Linked DNA regions of Mus musculus: region 2 is linked to region 1. The links are chromatin contacts, called in public Hi-C maps. All regions are on one chromosome and are shown on one strand. The core of a region is the stretch at or near the end of the contact, and the rest is flanking DNA. Distances in the headings are between cores, read along the strand shown. Region 1 overlaps Arsb (arylsulfatase B). Region 2 has its middle 44 kb from the start of Lhfpl2.

Region 1 (3,063 bases), core at 322-2,821:
GCCACCAACTCCAAATAGCGAGTGAAGACTCTGAGAATTGACGCTGGACACTACACGGCTCTCTAAGGCCCTGCCCAGCCATTGCCTGACCTTGACCTTACAGAAAGAGGATGCTACTCTAATAGACAGATGACTATCAAGTGAGGTATCGGGCCCCAGTGAGGGTTTGAGCAAGTATCAAACCTGCAAATACAAGAATAGCTTGTCCCCTGGGTACCTGCTCAGTCATGCCGAGCGTCACGGGGGCTGCAGAAGAGCACTTTGGAAAACCCTGGTCTGGAAGAGGCTCTCCAGATTGCAGCTTAGCAAACCCATTTTCAGTTCTGCCATGTGGCAGAGCCCCCCTAGATTAGAACATGGCAGCCTGTGTATGAGACATACAAATTCCTCCTCTCATGGTATAAGTAAGACAAAGAGACAAGATCCCTTCTTCCTTTGTAAGCAGTAACCTGACCTGTCAAAAGAGATGAAATCAGACTGTTGGAGAGATGGCTGGGTGATCAACAGTACTCGCTACTTCTGCAGGGGACCCAGGTTTGGTTTTCGGGATCCTTGTAAGGCAGCTCACAACTGCCTGTAACCCCAGCTTCATGGCTCTGACAGCCCCCAAATAAATCTTAAAAAACAAAACAAAACAAAACAAAACCTGAAACCAGAAGGGCAGTCACATGGCCATTACAAAGCAGACAGCTCAGACACAAGGAGCAGGCAGAACAAGGGCCTTTTTCAATTATATGGGTTCTTGACATAATATCAAGACCTTTTTAGTCAAAGACTAATTATCTATCTTTCTTCCTTTTCCTTTTTTTGTATGTGGTGTGTGTGTGTGTGTGTGTGTGTGTGTGTGTGTGTGTGTGTGTGTGTGTAACTGATTGTCTCCTACATGTGAGGCAAGTGCTCTGTCACTGAACCCTGTCCTCAGCCCTCCTCTGACTTAGATTCATAAGAAATCAGGAGCAGAATGATGGCTAGGTGTGAACAAGATCTACCTAGCCATTTTGTGACTGTGATCACCTGTTTTCACTTCCACTTCGTTAATTTCACTGAAACACTTTCAAGGCAAGGGCTGTGAATCTGGGCAGGATATTTTATCCCTGAGCCTGGAAAGCAAAGATAACAAAACCCACCTTAACATGATGTCTGACACGGAAGCACTACCCAGGCATTAAGGCCCGGGTAAACCCGGATGTTGGAGCTATATTCCCAGGCACCATGCTTAGAGCCCTGCTAGATCACATGCTACACTGAGAGCAAGTTTTTGAAAGCGGAAGAGTGGACTGAATTATGGTGGGTTTTGTTGTTATTGGGGAAAACTCAGGAACTTTTTCTATTTGCATGGGTTTAAATGAAGTTCAGTGTGATTTAGTAAGGACGGCCCGAGATTCAAATGAAGCATCAGAAACTGAATATTTATCCAGATGTTCATCTGAGGCTCTCTAGGGGTTTGTGGTGGTTTCTTTACTCAAGGAAGATAAGTGCCAGAGACGCTGGCCTCCCTGGACACCCGCCTCAGCCTCCATCCTGACAGCAACCAGCGAGGGAGGATCCTGCTGAGCGGCTCCAAGAGGATGCTGGGAAGGTGAGTGATTTGGCAGCCATTCACCAAATAACTGACTCGGCCACCAGAGAGCTGAGATAAAGAAAGATGGATTTGAGGAAAGGCCAAACCAGGGCTGTGGGATTCACAAGAAGGATTGTAAGTGCGGAAATAGAGCAACTTCCTCATTCTGACGGCAGGGATGTCTATTGCTTGGAATACTGAGAGACCGCTGAGATTCTTATCTCTTCTTTGAAATGTACTAAGGGCAAAAAGATACAAAAGTCTGTTGAAAGACTGAAAACACTTGCTCTCTGAAAGTCATGAGGGGACTGGGAACCGGAAAAGTGTTCTAATTTACAACACTCTGGGCGCAGATAACTTTTTCGTAATTTAAAGCTTGGGTGTGCACAGGTTTGGGAGCTCCTCAGATGAAGCTGTAAGATCAGCACAAAGGGAGGCATGCGGCCTGCTCTCCGAAAGCATAACGATGCTACGCTTAATAACAATGCTACGCTTAATCTTTGTTCTCCAGGTCCTCTGAGAAGCAGTTCAGAAGGACCGAGTGGCTATTATACTAAGCAGAAGGACCAAGTATGTATTCTAGAAAAAACAAAAACAAAAATAAAACCTGTAAAATCTTCTGTCTTTCTTATAGTTTGCTCTTACAGAAAATGCTCAACTTTAAATTCTTTATTTAAAAAAAATTTTTTTTATCCTTTTTACAAACTTGCAGGCAAACTACATCTGGGGGCCCCTCGGGAGTGTTAGTGTTTACTGACCAATCATTTAACTCCTCTCCCAAACCTAAAAACCATTCTTGACGGTCAGGTAATTCTCCACGAGTCTGCAGCTTAGTCTTTCAGTAATACCAAACTGAGAAACAATAAGCTAATTACTGCAGAAGCACTCGAAGGTTTGGCAAGCTCAGGACAGCAGCAAGTAACTGAAAATCCTATGAACAGACAGGAAAAGAGACTTGTGGTTCAAAATAATAGATGTATTACTACATATGTGGTAGGGAAAATGCAGAGGCCAGTGAGTCTCGGAGATTGCTAAATCAGAGAAAGCTAGAATATTCCGTTTAGGTAAGCATTGGCTATTTTGCTTTTGTATTTCCAAATATGCAATATTAGTTACATGTGTCAAAACCTGCAGAGTTGCTGTTAACTAGCACTCTTAATATCAGCATCTTCCTGACTCTCTTTAGAGACTTAGAAAAGTCAGTGAGACCTGAACTAAGGGGCCCGGCAGTTCCACTTCCCGGGCAGTTCCATTTCCCCGGAGCCCTTCTCTGAAGCTTTGCCAGATGCTAAAGGATCCCACTGGTGGTTGGTGTCCAGCATCAGGACAGGCAGACAAACATTATAAGAACTGGCCAGCACTTCTGTCCGAAGAACAGAGGAGGAAACACTCAATGGTAGACAAAAAAAACTCCATAAGCCCAAACATGAAGCAGTCTGGTTAAAAATTTGAGATGCTGAGTGCAAGAAAAAGATTGTCTTTAGATGTGCAGATGACTCTTG
Region 2 (3,063 bases), core at 194-2,693, 160 kb before region 1:
AGGGAAGGTGCACAGTTATCTGGTGTTTGGACCTCCTCCTGGCTGAAGATGAAGGCCCAAAACAGGATCTTTCCCAGAAGCTGTGTTGCTTTGGCCAGGAAGGTGGCCGGTTGTCTGGAGTCGAAGATGGCGCCGCCTCAGAAGCTCTGTGGTTCTCGCCTGTCTCAGAAATGGCTGGCCTCTGTATTCCACACCGTCACCCGTGCAGCCTGCCCTCCGCGGAGTCCTGGAGCCAAGGCTCCCGCCGCCGGGGCCTGAGGCACAAACCTGTTGGGCCGGGCGGACCCCTGTGCACTCACCAGGAAGGTGGCTGGTTGTCTCCAGTGACTTATTTTCATGTGACCTTTTGAGAACTCCTAAGACACGTGCATCAGCCACCTGAATGATGGGAGCTGCCCAGAGAAGAGAGTTCCTCCAGGGAACTGAAGGATGACAGCCGGCTCACTGCCCCAGCATGTACACATGGTTGTCTCTTCCATTTGTTTTTTTCAGTGTTATCTAAATACGAGGGCACTAATTTCCAACAATTATTTATTTCACCTACACTTTTATATTCCATTTGCACTTTACATGAAATACCCATCCTGAGAGTTGGCCATGGCACACAGACGGAACCCGGTAACATCGTGACCCCCTCTCCAAGTCCCCAACGCCTGAGAGTCTTCGTCTTGGACCTGGGTTCTTGAGGTGTGGCTCAGTGTGGCCTCCTTGCTCACATTTCCAAGACCTTTCTCAGCGTCTGGACAGATTTCTGGCAATCCTACAGCCAGTCTGCCACGCCTTTTCCTTCTCTGAAGCCAGAGTCCTGATCCACAGTTTCTATCTTCGTCCACACAGCTGAGTAGATTGCCCGGAAAGGGGGCTTGTGGGTGGGGAGGAAGCAACGGCCTTCTTCCTACAATTCCTCATCAAGCTCCTGTCTGTAGGAACCCACACAGGCGATGGGCAGATTCTAATCACAATAATTAACAATGAATGAATGAATGTCTACCAAACTATTGAGCTGATTCTGTGAGCGTTAACTGGCTAATTTTTTCCAGACTCTAGTTGTTCATTCTATAAAATAACCTGCTCTGGGGACAGATTGTTAGTTCTTTCTGGTTAACACAGAGCCCGGACCTTGATATAAAGACCACAATAAGTCTTTGCAGTCAAGTTCTCTGTGCAGTTCTCAGTTGAGTCACAGAGCAAAACACAGCAGGCAAGGTCTGTGTGGCCCTTTGTGGACCCCACTTGTACTCCCGGTATGGTCTCACGACTTCCACTTGCAACTGTATTACAGCTTACCTGTATTTTGACATGAATGGACAAAAACCTCAAGGAAAAGTTTTTTCTAGTTGAAATCACTGGGGCTTCTTCAACAAACAGTTAGGACGTTGAGACGAAGTGCCAGGTGCAAGCCACACTGGTGATCCGTCTTCCTGAAGGAGACCAGGAAACACCGTGTAAACAGCACAGGCTTTAAAGAGCTCATAAAAAGTCAGTAGTGGCTGAGGGAGAGCTCTCTGCATGGGGAGGCATCTGATTTTTATAGGATCAGCTCTGCAGATAAAGGGAGCTACAGGAAAGACATTCTGACCTCCCAGCCGAGTTTTATTTGGAGGTTTTTTGGTTGTGTTTTGTTTTGTGTTTTGTGTTTTGTTTGTTGTTTCCTGCTTCTTCTACTCCCTGGGATGGGAAAGATGGACTCTTAAGTGTGAAGGCTTCTTGGTAGTCAATTTGGCTATGTCCAGATTTAACTAAAACCCAAATAGCTGGGTACACCGTTTTTCCGTTGTTGTTGTTTTTTTTTCTTTTCTTAATTAAATCATTTGATGTGGAGGACCCACTTCTAATCTAGATCTTTGAGGGGTGAAGATCTACCCTTAATCCAGATCTTTTGAAATGGGAACATCCACCTTTATTCTGGGCCACATCATCTGCTGGCACCCTGTAGAAAGGACATGGAAAAGGTCTATTCGCCTGCTTGCCCTCACTCTGGACGGCAAGCCTTCACTGGTATTAGAACCTACTCTAGGATTCTGGCCCTGATTGAAGATTGGCTGAGACGTCCAGCCTCATGGACTGAACAATTGTATCCTTGGACCTTTTATTTGTAGACAGCCATTGTTGGACTAGCTGGACCCCAGCCTGTAATAAATCCTTCATGTATATATGTGTGTGCGTGTGCATGTGCACATGCATGTGTGTGTTCTATAAGTTCTGTTCCCCTAGAGAACCCTGATTGTACACCAGAAATGCAAAGGCAGTTAATTACCCAGGGTAGTCCACGGAGCTCCAGAAGTTTTCCCAAGACTAGTCCAGTGTCTCCAAGGGGTTTTCAATTATTTTCGCCTTCGATTTCATTTGCTCTCAGTTGGGCGCGGTAGAAAATTTAAATTATTTTGAGGGAAGACACACATCACTTTTGTTCATGCTTACAGCTTCTTCTTCTTCTAAAAAAAAAAAACATCTGGGGTAGCAAAATGGGTGAGATAAGTGTAAAATAAAATTGTAACTCTGTTCCTAGAAATAGAACAGAACTGCTTTCGTATGTGGACTGAGTGGTGGCCAGGGGTCTGCAGGCTGCCCTGGATCCAGGCCTAGGAAGTGACTCAGTTGTGGCAAAGAAACCAGGCCATGGAAGAGCATCCCAGGGCTGGGTGTGGGAATGGGACACACGGGATGATATAAATTCTGCTCTTGTGCACATATTGTTTTGCAAAATCCAGGGATGAGATCATTTGGCCTGGATGTTGTCTCTGAGGGTTTCTCACAGACAAATGCAGTTATCCGAATTGAGTTAGAACAGGAGAAAGGCATTCGGGGGGATTATCTGATTGTACATGGGGACAGTTATGCACATCTCTGTTGGGCCAAATGGTTTTCTGTTTGTTCCCCAGAGGAACATGAATATGTGATTGTATCACTCTTTCCTGCCAAGTTCCAGAAAAGAGCTTGAGATTCTTTCTCTAAACTGTAGCCAGGAAGCTCAGTGGGTATTGCTCTCCTTTCAGGCTGGTGTTGATAGTCCTCGTGATCAGTCAAAGCCTCTGCCACAGGGAGAGCCCAGGGGTGACAGGA

Evidence for each region. Hi-C and Micro-C count contacts between places; a contact is called where the count stands out from the background.
Region 2: a contact with region 1 is called in a Hi-C map of uterus, with 3 times the contacts expected there. The contact joins two enhancer-like sites. A contact is called at or near these places in 3 of 484 Hi-C or Micro-C datasets (bone marrow-derived macrophages and uterus), 2 of 115 datasets of contacts at active chromatin or transcription factors (bone marrow-derived dendritic cells and embryonic stem cells) and 1 of 9 other capture datasets (embryonic stem cells).

What each region holds. Positions count from the first base shown.
Region 1 is chr13:93,851,144-93,854,206 of GRCm38.p6, reverse strand. All of the region lies in intron 4 of Arsb (arylsulfatase B), which reads right to left. Among named protein-coding and RNA genes, the nearest start is that of Mir5624, 62 kb to the right of the region's middle. Within about 2 kb of position 1,571, at least 29 of the 459 cell types and tissues checked have an H3K27ac peak or open chromatin away from gene starts, as enhancers often do. A contact at or near this core is called in uterus, where this site is marked.
Region 2 is chr13:94,011,936-94,014,998 of GRCm38.p6, reverse strand. No RefSeq gene overlaps it. Among named protein-coding and RNA genes, the nearest start is that of Lhfpl2, 44 kb to the left of the region's middle. Within about 2 kb of position 1,443, at least 23 of the 459 cell types and tissues checked have an H3K27ac peak or open chromatin away from gene starts, as enhancers often do. A contact at or near this core is called in uterus, where this site is marked.